2 separate regions of the Mus musculus genome follow, and region 1 is linked to region 2. The links are chromatin contacts, called in public HiChIP or PLAC-seq maps. All regions are on one chromosome and are shown on one strand. The core of a region is the stretch at or near the end of the contact, and the rest is flanking DNA. Distances in the headings are between cores, read along the strand shown. Region 1 overlaps Sbf2 (SET binding factor 2). Region 2 has its middle 42 kb from the start of Wee1.

Region 1 (3,268 bases), core at 643-3,142, 220 kb before region 2:
CAGGCCAGAAACGTGGAGAACTCTGTAGAAAAACATGGAGGAAAGCCAAATAGTGATGCAGCGTACAGGAGAGCCAAGTTGTTGAGGGTCAGGCAGCACAGTGCCTACTTGGAATAGCAGTCAAACAAAAGTTATCAATTTGATTGCTTTTTAATATATTATGTGGCACAATTAAAAATCCACTGAAAATGGTGAAAAAGAAAGTACAGTTCTGTGTCAAAACCACATACTAATTTATTCCACAGTAGCATGGAATTTGATTTATTCTGTTGGTTTCTCCAAGTATCTCTTCTTTTTAGAAGACTATGGCAGATTAGAGAAGTGTTTGACAATAAGAACAGTGCAGACGGACTGGAGAGATGGCTCAGTGGTTAACAGCACTGACTGCTCTTCCAGAGGTCCTGAGTTCAGCAACCACATGGTGGCTCACAACCATCTGTAATGGGATCCGATGCCCTCTTCTGGTGTGTCTGAACACAGCTGCAGTGTACTCACATACATAAAACAAATCTTTAAAAAAGAACAACAACAACAGCAACAGTGCAGTCTTCTTCCTGATTCTGAGTTGGGGGAGGGGAGTTGTGGAGAAGTTGAAGTCTGCCCTTCCCCCTTGCAGAGAACTTCCTAACCCAGCCCACTTCTTTGTTTCTCTTACAGATATTGATCTTAAACATGAGGTTTTGTTTTCAGCAAAGCTAGATAATGAAATCCCTAAGAGTCTGCCATTCATGTTTGTTTGAATGTTGACAATATTGGACAGGCTTCATCTTTAAAAAGCATCCCCTCTACAGCATGGGGAAGGGGGTACTGAGATTTTAGAATTCAAAAAGTAACTTACAACAGTTTACTTTGCAAATATAAATTTAAAATTCTTAAAGATAGGTTAATGACTGCTAGGAACTAAGCGAATTGTTGATTTTTAAGCCACCAAGTCTTGGCAGTTTTTTCATGCAACAGTAGATAAATATAAATCCTAGTGCATAGTAAATGGGATGGAAACATTAGGCAAAACTGTTAACTGGCATTGTGTGTGAGTCTTTGAAACCAGGCTGTGCTACCCAGGTTGCATCGTGGGTACACTTGGTATCGTTAGCCTCTCACTGAAGTGCAACTTAAGAAACCCTGTAGTCTTAAGACTGCCATCGAGGGGACTGGAGTGAAGCTTGCAGGTGAAGAGCACTTGCTGCCTTTGCAGAGGTCCCAAGCTCAGTTCGCAGCACCTACATGGCTTCTCACGGATTAACTCAGGTTGCAGGGGACCTTAGACCCTCTTCAGACCTCTGGAGGCACTGTACACACATGGTAAAAATGCATACATCCAGGCAAAACTCATAAACACATAAAAAATATGAATCGTAAAAAACAATACCATCAATCCCAAATCTCTTTTGTTAACCAGTTGTTAGTTGTCAGTGGCATCTGTACGAGGCAGATACATTAGGGCACATCTCTGAGAGACAGCTACAAAGAAGTTGTAGATTCCTGGTTCTTTGAATTAATTTTGAAAATCATACTTGTAATCCAATCCATTGTTTAAAATGTAATTTAAAAAATGGAATTCTACAGCAAGACACTTGGATATGTCCTTTTAAGGTAACAGCAGTCTACTCACTCATCAGATGCGGAAATGTATGATGACAAAGGTGATTTGAAACCATGCCTAGAATGCCCAGAATGCCATGGCGAGGAGTTCAGACTAATATTATCCTCTAGTCTCTAAGGAGTATGCAGTACTCAGCTGTCAGAAACTTACAGCAAGGAGCTAAGGAGGCTTGAGAGATTGAGGGGCCCGTAGTGAGCTAGCACAAAAGGCAGTTTAGAGAGAAAGGCTGGAAGGCACTAAGAACTGCTAACTGAATGCTTGAGACCAGAGAATGCAAATGAGTGAAGCAAAGGGAAGGAAGAACAGGCTTCCTGTGTGCAGGACAGCCACTGGTCAGTCCTAGCAGCTGCAGCCTTGCATGCAGGAATGGTGTCAGCACATCTTTTGTTTTGTTTTCAAGAAAATTATAAATTTGAACAGTACATAAAATTTCTTCTTTTGATTTAACTAAAAAAATTAAAATCGTGGACAAGGAGATTCAGTAGGTAAAATACCTGATGGGTTAAAAACAAGGAACAAATTTCAAATTTTCAACAGCCATGAGAGCCAGGCTTGGAGATGTAGGCCTATTACCCCAGCCCTGTAGGTGTAGAGACTTGTAGGTCCTGGAGGATTACTAGTTAGCTAGCCTAAAGGAAACAATGAGTCCCAGGTTCAGTGTGAGACCCTGTTTCAAAATATGAAGTAGAAAAAGATAGCAAAAGAAGGTGTCCAAAGTCATCCTCTGGTTTCTACATAAATGGTAAGAGTCAATTTCTGCTTTCCTCTCTGTCATAAACTCACACTCTCTCATCAACCTCTTAAATAACCAAAACAAAATGTGCAGCTACATTCAGCTGATACGATGTTAGCTTCACAGCCTCTCACTTTTAACTCTGACTATAAATTCTTATGGTGTATTATAGTAGGTCTGGTGGTTTGAATTGAGAATGTTACCATAGGCTCCTATATTTCAATACTTAGTCCCCAGGGTGGCCTTGTTGGATTGGTGTCATCACTGAGGTGGGCTTTGAGGCTTCAAAACTTCATACAACTTCCAGTTGGATCTATCTCTCTGACTTGTGGTTGTTCTCTTAATGTGTAAGCTATCAGCTACTGCTCCAAGGTTATGCCTGCTGCCATGCTTCCTGCCATGATGATCGTAGCCCAACCCTCCAAAATTGTAAGCAAGCCCCTAATAAGCTCTTATCTTTTGTAAGTTGCCTTAGTCATGGCGTCTCTTCACAGAAATAGCAATGGAACGAAGATATAAGTGGAAAGCCCTAAAATGGGAACTAGATGTGAATTTGAATTCCAGCTTATTCTGAAATCTTAAACAAATGTCTGGGATTGTGATCAGTAAAGACAGAAGCGGGTGGTAAACATAAAGCGCCCGTTAGAGTGGCAGGCACGTAGTAAGTGAACAGTGAATTCTGGGGGGATGAAGAACAGGATGGACTTCAGCTGCAAACTGAATGTTACTTCCCCAGTCTCTGCATGTGCATGCAAGTACAGAAGAGATGCAGTTCCTAGGCTCATAGAGCTTAGCCAGAGTTCCACAATCAGGCCAGCGTTCACAACTACTATCCTGTACTTCCTGTTATGGATCTGTAGTCTCCATTGCTATCTATAATTCTAGCTAGAGCAAGAAGCAAGTCTTCCATTTACTGACTTTCACTCCACGAA
Region 2 (2,983 bases), core at 396-2,895:
GGCCTGGAACTCACAGGGACCCATCTGCTGGCCTCTGCCTCCATAGCTGTGATTGAAGGAAGGGCTATGTGCAGCCTGCATTTCTGTTTTTTAAGACTTATTTTTATTTTTAACGTATGTGTGTCTACACTAAGGCTAGAAGAGAGCATTGAATCCTATGGAGTTGGACTTACAGGCAGTTGTGAAGCGAGTGCTGGGAATTGAACCTGGGTCCTCCGGAAGAACAGTAAGTGCTTTAATCACTGAGCCATTTGTTCCGAGCCCTGGACCCACAAACTAAACTTAAGAACTCTTTGGTAATCAGAAAAACTACTGGACTTCCTTCCAAAAACACTGCACGTCTGCCTAAAAGTTGAAACAGCTCACCCAGTTTCATGAATAACCCTGGATCCTAAAATGTTCTACTTGAGTCAACCCCCAGGTTAAGGACCCCTGGTAGGCTTGAATAAACACATCTTATAACACATGCTGCCTTCAAAGCCTGTTTACAGACGGTGATAAATAAGAAAATAAATAAATAGGAATTCATTGAAAAGAACTACTGCCTTCAAAGACTAGTTAAGTCTGTTTACTAGAGGTGGTATACCTGGGCAGGGTTGGGAAAGGTGATTAGTGAGTCCTTTAGTCCAACAAGCAGTATCCTAGATCCGGGGCTCAAGAGCTTCAAGGCCAGAGAGACAATGGGACTTTGAGGGATTTGTTCTGAAACAGGATTCACTGTAACTCAGGATAGCCTCAGATTCTCTATGTAGCAGAGGCTGGTCTTGACGTTTTGTTTCACCAAACGCTGCAACCACCGTCAAGCTTACCTGTCTCTAAATTGTGGTCTTGGATTGATTCTGACTGAATTTCCCAGACGCGGGTTGTCAGGGCATGATCAAGGGAAACCCAGGCCACAGGTGCAGTCCCTGGGTCACCCAGGAAGAGCTTGCGGAATGTCCTGTCTGTGAGTGCCCTCTGCTGGGAACGCTCGGTCCCGCTACGGGACTGCGGCTGCGCACTGGCACCACGGGGCGGCGCAGACTTCTTGGGTGTAGTGCATAACCCAGCGGACTGCCTAGCCTCGGTAACTCCAGTAATGCTCTCTAATATTGTTCATCGTGCCTTCCCTCCGACCCCTCAGACCCTCTGCTTCTCATCATGACTTTGACCACCAAACCGTACTCTAGGCTCCTAAGGCTAGTCGTAGAAACATCGGAGCACCCGTTGCATATATGAAACATGTTTCTCACGACTGAACCGAGTGTTTCGATTATAATTCCAAGGCAGAAAAGGATGCAGGCACGTCGCGGCAAAGAGAAAATGGACACCTGGGTGGTGAGGAAAAAACGGGAGCGCCCAGAGTCTAGCTCCGCACAGCGACCTCACAGTGTTAAGTGCCCGGTACCCTGGATTTAGCAGGGCCAGCCCACTCTGCAGCAAAATTAAGCAAAGCCAATTCCTCCCTGTGTTGGAGAGTTGGCACCAGTGACGCTCTAGACTTGAGCAAAAGGACGCCTGCTAAAGCGTTGATCAGGGTTGGGGCCCTTGCCTAGCAAGCATGGGGCTCTGGGTTCCTAAGAAAACTGAGCCCAGGATGTGAGCCACGTGGTGGCTTTTGTCCGGTCTTCCCGGGACCACGGGCGCCAGCAGGGGGCGAGACGTTCCTTTTAACCCCGCTCAATTGAAGTTAAAAATAGAAGCTGAGTTCAACTGAAAAGCATGAGACAGCAAACGTAGAGAAACTTGATCAGGCCGATATGAAGTAACATTTCCAAATACGGCAGTAAGGGCATGAGACAGAGCAAACGTGGAGAAACTTGATCAGGTCGATATGAAGTAACATTTCCAAATACCTCAGTAAGGTAAGCAGCTTCGGCAGGAGCGCTGCTCTAGGAAGTGAATGAAAACTTCGAGGTGTAAAAAATGTTAAGTTCCAAGTCAGACATCAAATGAACTTTCAGGGATTAAAATGGTAAATGTTTTAAAGACAAAGACACGCAATATCAATTAGAGTAAACGTTTTATCTGTGGATAAATATTGGAATTCTCCAGCTTTAAATAACAAAATATTACAAGGGAATTCAAAACCATGAACACTAAACAGAGTTTTAAAAAGTAATAATAATAGCCTGAGAAAAACTGTCTCCAACAAAATTCAAGCTGAGAGTATCTCAAATGAATAAAACTTTATACAGAAAAACAAACCAGAACTGGGTGGTAGTAGCACGTGCCCTTACAGTCAGCACTTGGGAGTCAGTCACCTTTCTGAGTTCGAGGCCACCCTGTTCTACAGAGTAAGTTCCAGGACAGCCAGGACTACACAGAGAAACCCTGTGTAAAACAAAACAAACAAACAAAAAAAAACTCACAACCAAACAACCCCCCCCCCGCCAGCCTCCTACATAAAACAGATATATTGGTGATAGCCTGTAATCTAGCACCTCAAAATCAGAGAATGTGAGTTTGAGGCTAGCCTGAACTGCACAACAAGACTCTGTCTCAAAAGAAAACAAACAACAAACAAAAACAAAAAAGAAAAAAAAAAACGCTAACAAATCTAATAAGATGGGTGGGTAGCACCGCCCATCTGAGAGGTAGGGCAGGTAATTAGGAGTTCAAAACTGCCACTTTTTCTCCCCTCCTGTATTTTTATTTATGTGTATATGTGTACACCATGTGCATGCAGTGCCCACCAAAGGCAGGAGAGGGCGTTAGAGTCCTCTGAGACCAGAGTTACAGATGGTTGTGCGTTACCAAGTGAGCCCTGGGAATTGAACCTGGGTCATAGGGAAAACTGAGCCGCCAGTGCTCTTAGCAACTGAATCAGCTCTCTAGCCCCTAACGATATGATAATTTTAAAAACAGACTCTTGAGCTATATAGGCCAGAATAGGGCACTGGATTCCCTGGAACTGGAGTTGCAAACAGTTGTTAACTGAGTGTTCTTAACTACTTAGCTTAATTGAAAAGTGGCAGCAGGAAGATCAGGGGTTTAAGATCAG

The links. HiChIP or PLAC-seq counts read pairs in DNA pulled down with a chosen protein or histone mark.
Region 1: a contact with region 2 is called in an H3K4me3 HiChIP or PLAC-seq map of bone marrow-derived macrophages, with 5 times the contacts expected there. The contact joins two enhancer-like sites. A contact is called at or near these places in 1 of 15 datasets of contacts at CTCF or cohesin (pro-B cells), 5 of 484 Hi-C or Micro-C datasets (B cells, the HL-1 cell line, embryonic stem cells and 1 more) and 7 of 115 datasets of contacts at active chromatin or transcription factors (the 230-238 cell line, bone marrow-derived macrophages, embryonic limb bud and 3 more).

The regions. Positions count from the first base shown.
Region 1 is chr7:110,386,350-110,389,617 of GRCm38.p6, reverse strand. The region is part of intron 17 of Sbf2 (SET binding factor 2); the gene reads left to right. Among named protein-coding and RNA genes, the nearest start is that of Gm32861, 100 kb to the right of the region's middle. Within about 2 kb of position 1,892, at least 35 of the 459 cell types and tissues checked have an H3K27ac peak or open chromatin away from gene starts, as enhancers often do. A contact at or near this core is called in bone marrow-derived macrophages, where this site is marked.
Region 2 is chr7:110,162,958-110,165,940 of GRCm38.p6, reverse strand. No RefSeq gene overlaps it. Among named protein-coding and RNA genes, the nearest start is that of Wee1, 42 kb to the right of the region's middle. RefSeq lists an enhancer at 1-2,983. Within about 2 kb of position 1,645, at least 301 of the 459 cell types and tissues checked have an H3K27ac peak or open chromatin away from gene starts, as enhancers often do. A contact at or near this core is called in bone marrow-derived macrophages, where this site is marked.